3 separate regions of the Mus musculus genome follow, and all the other regions are linked to region 2. A link is a contact called in public Hi-C and HiChIP or PLAC-seq data. All regions are on one chromosome and are shown on one strand. The core of a region is the stretch at or near the end of the contact, and the rest is flanking DNA. Distances in the headings are between cores, read along the strand shown. Region 1 overlaps Pappa (pregnancy-associated plasma protein A). Region 2 has its middle 94 kb from the start of Gm23950. Region 3 overlaps Astn2 (astrotactin 2).

Region 1 (4,054 bases), core at 144-2,643, 670 kb after region 2:
AGAAGCCTTGCTAAAATTCTACTCCTATGTGCCTATTTGGGCATAATGAACAGACCCACCTTATCCTTTGGAAAGCATTTGGTCACTCTATTGATTTTACAAGAAAACAAAAAGGAATGATGAGTCAAACAGATTTGTCATCTTTGTTCTCCTGTGGCTTCCCCAACTGATAGTCATTTTCTCCAAGGATGGGAGAAAGATAGCTTTATCCCTTGCCAATTCCAGGGAAAGCACATGAAGGGGGTGGAATATTCACCTGGCACCAACCACTGGAGAGTACTCTATAAACTCACATCTTCTTTTTATAAATGTATAAATTCCCATATTGATAGTTGTTGAGCAAATACTGAAAAATACCTACTATGCATAATCTCTACAGACCAGATACTGTTTTGACCAAAGGCTCTCAGCATTGAGTAAAATGGAGACAGAAATATCTAGTCTTACAAGATTTTTAATATGATCTTTTGAGTTAATTACTGACTAGAGAATGTTCTTAATATCCTGTAAACTGTTTTGGATAACGGATACTGGATTCAAAAGAGATCCCTGTATCTTCACAATCCAAAATTGGGAGTCAGAAATACATGGTATTGCAGAGTAAATAAGAAGACTTAAGTTAGTTGCAGAATTATTGTCCCTTTTCCTTAAAGCAAGAGTGACTTCTAGCAAGCATTTAATTAGTAGGTGATGAATCCAATCAAGATATAGTGGAGGAAATCTTGTAGCTATGATTATATTGTCTTGGTCAGCTGTTATTTATGAAAATGTTTTTGTGTATTTTCCATGTTTCCATTTGTTCTCTATTTCTTTTCAATTTGCCATCTCAACTTTGTAGCATGTTGATTCTCTCTTTATAAGAAAAGATAAGAATATAGAGGGTGGGGGCTGGAGAGATGGCTCAGCCGGTAAGAGCACTGACTGCTCTTCCAAAGGTCATGAGTTCAAATCCCAGCAACCACATGGTGGCTCACAACCATCCTTAATAAGATCTGACACCCTCTTCTGGTATGTCTGAAGACAGCTACAGTGTACTTAGATATAATAAATAAATCTTTAAAAAAAAAAAGGATATAGAGGGTGTTAACAACCTCCACTGCAATAACAGCCTCCATACACACATACACACACAACTGCATTTTTAATGCTTATGTTATCTTGAGTCCTGTTACATTGTAATATTACCACAAAGTATTGTAAGACTAAGGTTGCTTTTCTTCCTCTTTATTTAGAAGTATCCAACATACCCATCCCCTAAACGAACACTACTATCCAGTTATACTGACGGAGCAAATGATATGACTACTACTATAACTTCTCTTAGCTTGTCCTCACCAATGATCTCTGTCTCTCACTGAACTCCCCCGAGCTGTGATCACTTTTCTCAGCAGTACAAGAAAAGGGTTCTCTGTATGGGTGACCTCATCGGTGAAGAATTTATAAATTGCTTCAGACTGAGATCAGTAGAGAAGAAGCATCCTTTTTCTGAGGAAAAGTAGCAACATCAACTTTTTCTTTTCCCACTCCTCTGTCCTTGAGTGAAAGGAGACATAACTCAGAGAAGCACAGTGGTATTGAATGATCTCATGTAGGGAAACGGAGGAGTAGAGATAAAAGGGCCCCAAGTCTGACTTGTAGCTCTGTCATTTGGCTTAGTCTCCTCCCAGGATCTCTGAGTAAGACACGCATCCTCTCTGTTTTGCTCTCCTCTTCTGCTAGTTATTTTCTGGTGCTTCTGTTAAGTCTAAGCAGGATGTATCAACGTCGATGATACAACTGGAACTCTAATTTTAATGATTCCTGCATCTAGCAGGGACTTCATGGTATATACCTTTGTTCAATTAATTCAATTTTTTGAACCTTAATTACATCATTTAGAAAATGAATCTATTCAAAAATTAAACAAGTTCATGGGACACAAAGAGTGTTCAGAAAAATACCTCTTCTTTCTTTCTATATGCAGCACCGAAACCTCTCAATGGAAACTTAAAAAGGGAAGCTTCAGCATTTTCTTAGTAGTAAGACACTTGAACTTCACTTCCAATGTTGGGTGACTCCTCTGAGATCTGTTATGCGGGGTTGGGGGATGAGCTGAGTGCTCTATATACAGCAGATTTCCATGACACTAGGAGTTACTCCTTTATCCCTAAGTTCTCATCAGACATATCTTTTTCTGGGTCTGTGGGAAACTCTGAAAACCAGAATGTAGCAAGAACTCATTTGCATCTCTTTTCGATATAGGTCACCCAGATGTTGAACAGCCCTGTAAATCCAGTGTCCGAACCTGGAGTCCAAATTCAGCTGTCAACCCACACACAGTTCCTCCAGCCTGCCCTGAGCCACAAGGCTGCTACCTCGAGCTGGAATTTCGCTACCCTTTGGTCCCTGAGTCTCTGACCATCTGGGTAACCTTTGTCTCCAGTGATTGGGACTCTAGTGGAGCTGTCAATGACATCAAACTCTTGACTATCAGTGGAAAGAATATCTCTTTGGGTCCTCAGAATGTTTTCTGTGATATCCCACTTACCATCAGACTCCGGGATGTGGGTGAGGAGGTATATGGCATCCAAATCTATACTCTTGATGAGCACCTGGAGATTGATGCAGCAATGCTGACCTCCACTGTAGACAGTCCACTCTGCCTACAGTGTAAACCTCTGCAGTATAAAGTGCTTCGAGACCCACCTCTGCTAGAAGATGTAGCCTCATTACTCCACCTCAACAGAAGATTCATGGACACGTAAGTGCATTCTCCCTCTCAGGAGCTGATAAAATGGGTGGGCTGTGGAAAGATGTGGGGAAAGTCAGAAGGTCTTGACCGAAAAGGAGAAAGTTCATCTCCATCAGACTTACTTCTAGAGATTGTATCCCAGTGCTGAGTGTAGAATTCATGTTAATAAGGCAGAGTTGATATAATAGGAAGGGCCATGGATGGAGTCAAAAGGGTCAGAGGTGAGGACAGTCTTCTGTGATATTCATTTATCTCTCCAAACCTTGGTCTTTTCAACAGCAAACAAAGGAGAGTGGATGGGATTAACAATAAGTCCTTTATTACTAATGAAGATTACTCTTCTGATAGAATAGAACTTTGCTCATGATTTATGTTTATATAAGTTTGAAAGAGATTTATGCATTCTGATTTTTTCTCCACTACATGAAAATGTTGGGTGAAGTGGCAGCTTCATAGGGACTTGGGCACATGCCTGCACAACCACATAAAAACATTCCTAGACACTGAATCTCTCTAGTCACAGTCTTTCTGCTCGTTGTAGTTCCTGAGGTAGGAATGAGTTCCAAATTTCTTGGATCACTAAAGACCTTACAGCTGTAGGATCCACAGATGCTTTCGTGAGGGAAGAGATATTCACTATGCTGCTTGATTTTAACATTCAGTTTTTAAGCCCTTTTCTGCCATTTTCTTTACATCCTCATGATATGTGTCTTTTAAAAGAGAAAAATGCCTGCAGTGAAGTCACTAGCATTGTGTCTGTCTGTGTGTGTTTATCAGTTTTCTGCTGTTGGGACAAAAAAAACATCATTGTCACTTGGACATTTTCCTACCTACCATTGCTAGAGCCAGGATAGTATATTATACTACCGTGCAAATAGTAGGATGGAGATGCTTGATTTATGCAGTCCCGAAAATAACGAGAGAGTTTCATTTTTATCATAGGGTCCATTCTCCAGAGATCAGTAAGTTTATGAATCCATGAATATATTATTCTTCTTACACAATCAAAACCTTTATGATCCAATAACCTCCCAAAGACAGTCACCTCTGCACTTCACTTCAATGGGAGCTAAAGCTCTGATACATGAACTCTCCTGTGGCATTTAAGATCCAAACCATAGCATCCTGTCCACCCAGCAGAGGGCTATAATAAAGGCAGGGTCACTCATTCATCTCATGCACTCTACAACCACAGCCCTACAGTCATTATCAATTTGCAAAGAAGGGGAAAAGAGGCATTCAGACATGAGGTCACTTGTTTGGAGAGTGGTGAGAAGGAGATTGGAATGTAAGCCCAAGTCAGTGGGTCCAACTTACGTTCCG
Region 2 (3,869 bases), core at 32-2,531:
CATTAATTTAATAAACAAAGAGAGTGGGCCTCAGGGTAAAGGGGCTATTCAGTCATGCTGAGGATGTGCCCAGCAAATTGCTATGTAATAACCAACAACATTGCTTCCCCTGACTGTTCACAGAGATTTTCCTCCTGTGTCTAATCTGGTCCCCAAAACTACCACACACTGCCAGTATTCTCAGTGTCAGACAGCATCCACTCAATGTTTATATCGATATCCTATCTTAGTGAGCATAACTCGATGTGTGTGGTTCCTTTAATGCAAATAAGTACCAGACTACATAAAATTTAGTGTTTCATTCACAAAATGGAGAGAATAGGCCATTGTTTATCAGTATCTTGAGAACATGTGCAGAGAGAATGGAGGCAAATAACACTGTGTAATATAAATAATGTGAATTCTTGGCATATGAAACTACACACACACACACACACACACACACACACACACACACACACACCCTTTTCCTCTGGACTCAGATGCTAGCAGACAAAGGATCTGTTTCATCAAGCATATTATGGTGCGTGTGCATAGTCCTCCAGACTAACCCCTTACTTTCTTGGCCCTGTTGCTTTTTGGAACTTTTAAATCATTTGACAAAAGCTGTAGTCAACTTGAGCCACTAACTAGACTTGGCATATTAGACCTATGTATGGATCAAGTGCATACCTATGATCTTGTTTCCAGCTCCACAGAAATTGAGACACTATCTACCTCCATAATCTTTTTGCAGAGAACCTAGTGAGCTCAAAGCACTTTAAATAATACCTGGGGGGGGGGGGGCTGTGGTCAATGTGGCTGCTGGTTCTGAAGGGGGAGGGTGATGCTTTGGACTATGAGATTGGAAGCTCATGAAGAATGAAGCTAGGGTGAGCTGGGGGAGTCCCTGCTTTCCTCGAACTTTCTGTTCTTTCACCTGTGTCCCTGAGTAGTCTTGCATGCACTCTCTGGCCAAGCTCAAGTGTCACCTTTCCCAGAAAGCCTGCTCAGCTCTGTATCCTTTTCCTCTTCCCCCTTCAAGAATGGCTGTCATTCCTGTCAACAGTTGAAACACTGCATCACCCTCTTCTATGTCAGGGAGCAATATTTACTATTGCCATTACTGTTTCATTTTTTTTCAAGGCTGAATATAAGCCTTTTGTACTTGGTTTTACCCTTCAGTATGAATTCATTTATTTAATGTTCATAAATATAAATAAATTGGCAAAGAAGTAGTATGTCATGTGATATTGAAGTGTCTTTGCAGAGTGATTCATCATGACTATGTGGAATTCTTTGTGCAAGAAAATCTCGTAAGCAGCGAGAGGTTATGAGCCTTGGATGGAGTATCCAATAAGAAGTTTTAGATACTGATTCTGAAATCATTGACTCCGTGATTCTGAATGAAGTGTGCTCATTGATTTCACGTAGAACCTGCTTACTTCTTAACTGGCAAAGGAATACACTATGGAGACAGAGGGGAGGATTTCTCAGACTCTGAGTTAGTTATAAAAGTTGTCAAAGTAACGCAATGTCAAATGCTTTCAAAGAGGAAACTTCACGAAAAACAGCTATATCTCAAATGTCCAGCACATAAATATAAACAGATTTGTTCTACACAGGCCATTAATTGCTTTCACAAAGTCAGTGTGCTTACTTGAACCCTACTTGAACTAGCTGTTTGCTGGTGCAGTCACTACTGAAAGAAAGATTTCTTAAAGGCTTTGGGTTGCTCCCACTTCTTGTCATAGAATGATCCAAATTTTATGTCTGTTTATTACTTTGTAGCCCAGCTGGACCCCAGAAGGATGGAGTTGTTGCGACCATGGAAAAACACAACTGCACACAGATACCGAAATGAAGCCAGTGATGTCCTGGAGGCTTAGATAAACATTTAGTCTCATAAATAAATACATTATCAGACCACACAAAATATTTCTTAACCAGACGCCTCCTCAGAAGTCATCTTCCAAGTATCATTTTAAGTTTTTCCATGTTCGAAGAATCAAGAAGGTTATTGATCATGTACGGGCTAACCAACCCTAACTATATGTTTCCAGACAATATAGTAATATGGTTTCTTGTAGACATTGATATAGAATCTGAACACATACTTAAGTAGCCAATAACATTCCAGGGTGAATATCAACTTGCAACACAGTAGACAACAGATTGTAATGTAAGAATTTTCCATTTCATTTCTCAAAAAGATATATTCACTTTTCCTTTGATTAAACAAACATCTAAACAATTCTTGTTGACCAGGCACTCTCCTAGACACTGACAGTAGCTTGAAAAACCTTGCTTCATTTGTAAATCAATTCCCTTACTGATATAAGAGTTACTCTGTAGGTGGGGCATTGTTCAGGATGCTGAGAAAGGGAGAAGATAGTTACTTTCCTCAGTGGGTTACAGGCTTCACATCAGTACACTGATGTGTACAGTGGCTGGAGAGAGGGTTATATTCATTGGTCTCTAAAGTCCTTCCTGCCAAGAATAAACTAAGTAATAGATTTCAGGATTTTTTTGGTTCATTTGCTAAGTGTCAGGTCAACTAAATAAATGGTAATTTGTAAAAATAGATTTAACCATTGTATGTCAGGCTTTTGGAAAAGAACACTGAGATCTTCAAAACACACTACTGGCCATGAATATATTTAAGAACAGAGGTTGTGCGGGGATATGGCTCAGTTGTTAGAAGACTTGCATCATAAGTGTGAAGACTAGAGTTCAGATTCTGAGGACCTATTCTGGGTGGGCATAACGACCCATTTATAAATCTAGCTTAGAATGACAGGGACAGGGAAAATCCTGCTACGAGCCAGTTAGATACACCAACTATTTGGCAGGATCTGCATTTGCTTGAGAAATCCTGCCTCAGTGGGCAAAGAGAAAGATAAAGGTGGATTGAGAATATGAATTTTCATCTTCTACATACACATGCACCCATGTGCACATATGCCATTACATGCACTCCTTGAAGGCAGAAAACACAAAAGAATAAATATCTTATGGCAATGCATCTGTAAAACACTTTCCTGACTTCATGTCAGCTCACATGCCATGCATATGATCTCTATGTGTTGACCATGAGCTGCCAACTCAGACTCAAAATTACACATATGCTTAATTTTGAGAAATCATTTTATCAAACAACACTTTTGATGAAGCAAATCTTCAAACATTTGCTATATGGCATACAGTAGAATTGAGAATGCCCTACAGAGAACAGCAACTCAGTTCAATCATTGTAGAATGAGTAAATGGGACATGGATAAACTTTAGCTTTGAATGCACAGCCCTTTCAGACCTATCTTCTAACACAGAGTCCAACAGGTTTCCTCCTAGAAAATGAGGTATGATGACAGTTTGAGACATAGAGAAAGATTGAGGAGAATGGAAAGAATGGGAGATTTAGGAATGGTATAGAATGAGAGGAAGAAACACCAGGGGTTAAATAGACCTATATTTGGTCAATAGACCAATGCTTGATCTTAGTATCATCGTGTCCTTTTGAAGAACACATACTTTAACTCTGAGCTTACTTTTGTTGCTAAGAGAATAAAGGATAATAGTATACAGTTATTATTTATTATGGTGCATCTCTCATTACAAGCACTTTAAATCCTGCTTATGTTTTTATGATACAAAATTGAGATATCTCAAAAACCAAGCACAGAGCTAATAAAAAGTACTACAGTGTGGCACATGCTAAGGGACAAGGAAGAAGTAAAATTGGCAAAGCAATAGAGCACCAGATCTTAAGTGAGTGAAAATGCCAATTTAAGGGATTAAGGTCTATCCTATTATTACTTTAAACAGACAGGTATTCAATAGATTGCTGTAGGAATAGACTAGAGCAGCCAAGGGACTGCACAGGAGAGAGG
Region 3 (3,900 bases), core at 654-3,153, 940 kb after region 2:
GGTAATGGTTCCCCTTGTGTGGACACAGCTGTGTTTGGTGATAACAGAAATAATCTCTTGCATTTGTATATCCCTTTGCTATTTACTAATCTCTTTCATGTCCAGCTTCCATTTGATCTTCACACCTGTCATGTGAAATAGGCAGAGAAAGCATCAGTTTCCAGAGGAAACCCCTGATGCCCAGAGAGATCACCTAGTATCCAACCCACGTCAGATGGTTCATTCATATGACCACAGTGTTCTGAAGTGCCTAAGCCTAAGCCCTATCATCAGGCTGGTTTGAGTTTGAATGCAGTAATGATTATGTAATGCACTTCAATGGCTATGTGCCTAGGGCAGAGGACTTCATCTCTGTGATTTTTCTCTCCTCTTCTATGCACTAATCAAGCTAATGTTCCTTCCATTGTAGTATGTAAAGAATATAGACAAGTATAAGACATGTGGCTTTCTATGAATACGGCCACAAGAAAGATCCCAACTGTGGTATCTTCCCACCATGTCCAATATCTCTAGGAAGAAGGCTTGGAGGTTGGAGACACCTGAGAGGGTCTGTGTGGAAGCAGGTCTGGGTGCAGTCATTTACTAAGCTGCCACCCAGGCTGAGATCTGGCCCCACATTCCCTCCCCTGTAGGCATTAGCTTCTATGTGTGGTGCATTCTCTCTGGAGGCCTGCTGGCAGCATCTGTGGGAGGCATGCACTCCTGACTCACACACCTCCCCTCAGCTCCCCCACCCCCTTGCACGCTGCCCACCTGTCTCTGGTCTTGCTTCTGGCAGCCCCACTTTGTCTCCAAGAAGAGCAGCAAACCTGCGTCCTTAGGTGCTCTCCTCTGAGCTCCCCAACTCCAGGATGCAGCCAACAAAAGCCAAAGAACTCTTGTTTGTTTTCTAAGCCAGAGCCAGCAGTGATTCCCGGAAGGCCCTGCCTGGCTTAATGGGGCTGTGTTTGGGGCTCTCCTCTAACGCCAGGCCCTGGCAGAGGCAGGAGGCTGCTCTCCTGAGGCCCTGGCATTTGCTTAAGGTGATTCAGATGTGGGGCCAAGGGGACAGAGATGGCAAGAGGATTGGTTCTAGTTCTGTCCACACTGACTCATTCTGGATATGACCCTTTACCTCTTTTGGGCCGCAGTGTCCTTGTCTCTTTGCCCTTAACAAAAGGCAGCTGTTTGTAAAGGGATGCTTCTTTACCTTAATATATAGGATAATCAGCTGAGGGAGCTTTAAAAAAATATCCTACAGCCTGGGACACTCTCCGGAAAGTTCTCATCAAATTGGTCTGGTATGGGGAGGCAGGGTATTCAGACATTATAACAACTTTAGAGGAGTTTTAGTAAGCAGCTAAACGCTGAGATCCCTATGAACGATCCCATTTAAAAATCCATTTTTAAAAGTACAGTTGGAATAGACAATGCTGGGAGAAATGCTGATGGGCCCTTGTCTTTGTAACACCTTTGAATCACACTATTTTCCTGGGGAATTGGAGGAATTAAGGCACAAAGGAAATGAGTTTGAAAGGACCTAGACACCCCCTGATGTTCTAAGTAGGTCTCCTGAATCACACTGCCAATAAGAAAACATGGAAAAGAAAAGGTTTCAAAGGAATAACAGAATGATGTAGGGAAAAAAGGAAAAGTAGAGTAAAAGAAACCAAACGACACCAAGCAGAAGAAAGCAAAAGAAAATGGGAAATAAGGGGAGGGAGGGTAAGGGTACAGGAGGAAGGGGGGATGGAACCCACAGCAGGGGCATGAATAGCTCAGATCATTCCCAGCGAGACAAGGCAGCATTGAACCACACTTGGCTGTACAGGCAGTTTTCAGATAGTGAAAGCAAGGGAGAACTTCCATCCCAACTGGGGCCCCAAGCTTAGAGCTGGAGCCCGTGCCTGCGCCTGCGCTTGTGTGGGGGCAGTCTGACTCACAGCTGCTGCCTCGCCCTGTGTCCAGCTTCTTGCTCAATCCAGGCAGCAGGAGGGAGAGATGCCCTTTTTCAAGATGACTCCTGCAGCGAGGGCCCTGTGACCTTTCCAAAGTTGTGTGGCTAGGAGTAGAAACAAGATCAGGAGACCCCATAATCCTGCCCTGGCAAACAACTGAACAGTTCATAAAGAGGCCGGTGCTTGTCTGCCTTCAGGCCTTTGTTTTAATCCCATCTCTACTGTAGTCTCCTCCCTGGGACACCTTACCTAACATGGCATTCAAATCTTGCTGTAGTATCTCTGTGGTAATTATTTACATTAGTTTTTACACGTCCTGTAATGTCATGTGCTTGTGCTATCTGAATAGAGACTCCCTAACTCCCACCTTTGCTTATCATGTGGCTAATTACCCTACACAACTGGACCTATAGACATCATTCACACACACACACACACACACACACACACACACACACACACACACACACGGGGGTCGGGGGGAAGAAGAGAGGCAGGGACAGACAGACACAGGCAGAGACACACACATAAACAGAGAAAGAGACAGAGACAAAGACAGAGAGAGACAAAGACAGAGACAGAGACAGAGAGACAGAGACAGACAGAGACAGAGAGAATGAGAGAGAATAAACCAGTTAGGGCTAGTCCCAAAAAATCCTGATTGAGTAACTTTGGAGTCAGCACAGTCATCTCCATTATTAACATGCTCCCCATGATGATGCAGATATAAATGGACCACACACTGCAAAACACTTTGGTACTTTAACCTAAATCGGCTTTCTTTCACTCCAACCTCATGTATTCCCCCCCCCCATTCATGTTTTACTGAAAACACAGGATAAATTGATCCCCTCTTCTTTGCTCTACCATCACCAATAATTTCTACTTAATATTTCATGTGGTCTCTGATTAGAAGGATCAACTTTGTCTTCCATAAAACCAACCCTTGTCTATGAGCTCCATCTCTTTGAAGTCCTCCCTGCTCTTGACTCTTCTGGGATTTAGTTCTTATAGCGTGCTATGCTATCTCTTTGCCTCTGGAATTGCTTCCTCTTATTCTCTTGTCAATTTGGGGCAATGTCCATGAATCCATGTTTCACCCTTTGTCCATTCTCCTGCAGCAGCATCTACATGAGGATACTCTTAACAACAAAGTTCTAAGGATTCTGCTCCTCACTAACTGCCCATCCCCACCACGGCCCTTCTACTTTAGTTCTCACTTCTCCCAAGAATGCTATACTCTATTGGGCAGGAATCAGGAAATGATAAAGTAATGAATTAGACTAGCAGCTAGGGGCCGGGAGCTTCTGATCTCAGATTAGACATAAAATGGAAAGAGCTATTAAAAATTAGAAGGAGGCAGAGGAAAGTAAGATGATGTTCTAATCAAGTTTGTAACTCTACCCATAAAGATGCAGTCAACTGATTCTCCAATAGTCTGTTATGTGTGTGCATGAGTATATAATATGGAAATTATATTAATATATATATATATATGTGCATATATATACACACATATGTATATATATGCATATATATGCATACATATGGCTCAAGCACACATACATTCCTGATGACAGAAGATAGATAGATAGATAGATAGATAGATAGATAGATAGATAGATAGATAGATAGATGATAGACAGATAGGACTAAGGAGATATACTATAATCTCGTGAAATCAAATATTCTCAAGATTCTTTCAAATGAAGAAAACAATTTTCTAGGTTTCCTAGCCATTTGCCTCAGAGATTTTATCTAGAGTAGTCATTTTTTAGTAGAGAAATAATATTTTGTGTTTATTTTCTTTTGGGAAACTGGTATGCCTATGTATGAGAAAAATGAGTATTTTCCAAAGTATTTTATTTTTTTTTATTACGTATTTTCCTCAATTACATTTCCAACGCTATCCCAAAAGTCCCTCATACCCTCTCCCCCACTCCCCTACCCACCCACTCCCACT

What was found. Hi-C and Micro-C count contacts between places; a contact is called where the count stands out from the background. HiChIP or PLAC-seq counts read pairs in DNA pulled down with a chosen protein or histone mark.
Region 1: a Hi-C map of tail fibroblasts shows a contact between it and region 2, with 5 times the contacts expected there. The contact joins two enhancer-like sites. A contact is called at or near these places in 3 of 484 Hi-C or Micro-C datasets (adipose-derived mesenchymal stem cells, tail fibroblasts and uterus) and 1 of 115 datasets of contacts at active chromatin or transcription factors (embryonic fibroblasts).
Region 3: a contact with region 2 is called in an H3K27ac HiChIP or PLAC-seq map of the NIH/3T3 cell line, with 10 times the contacts expected there. The contact joins two enhancer-like sites. A contact is called at or near these places in 2 of 484 Hi-C or Micro-C datasets (embryonic fibroblasts and liver) and 1 of 115 datasets of contacts at active chromatin or transcription factors (the NIH/3T3 cell line).

What each region holds. Positions count from the first base shown.
Region 1 is chr4:65,202,413-65,206,466 of GRCm38.p6, forward strand. It overlaps Pappa (pregnancy-associated plasma protein A), which reads left to right. Exons shown (of 22, transcript NM_021362.1): 7 at 2,242-2,740. Among named protein-coding and RNA genes, the nearest start is that of Pappa, 80 kb to the left of the region's middle. Within about 2 kb of position 1,394, at least 12 of the 459 cell types and tissues checked have an H3K27ac peak or open chromatin away from gene starts, as enhancers often do. A contact at or near this core is called in tail fibroblasts, where this site is marked.
Region 2 is chr4:64,536,515-64,540,383 of GRCm38.p6, forward strand. No RefSeq gene overlaps it. Among named protein-coding and RNA genes, the nearest start is that of Gm23950, 94 kb to the left of the region's middle. Within about 2 kb of position 1,282, at least 15 of the 459 cell types and tissues checked have an H3K27ac peak or open chromatin away from gene starts, as enhancers often do. A contact at or near this core is called in the NIH/3T3 cell line and tail fibroblasts, where this site is marked.
Region 3 is chr4:65,475,443-65,479,342 of GRCm38.p6, forward strand. The region is part of intron 19 of Astn2 (astrotactin 2); the gene reads right to left. Among named protein-coding and RNA genes, the nearest start is that of Trim32, 130 kb to the right of the region's middle. Within about 2 kb of position 1,904, at least 96 of the 459 cell types and tissues checked have an H3K27ac peak or open chromatin away from gene starts, as enhancers often do. A contact at or near this core is called in the NIH/3T3 cell line, where this site is marked.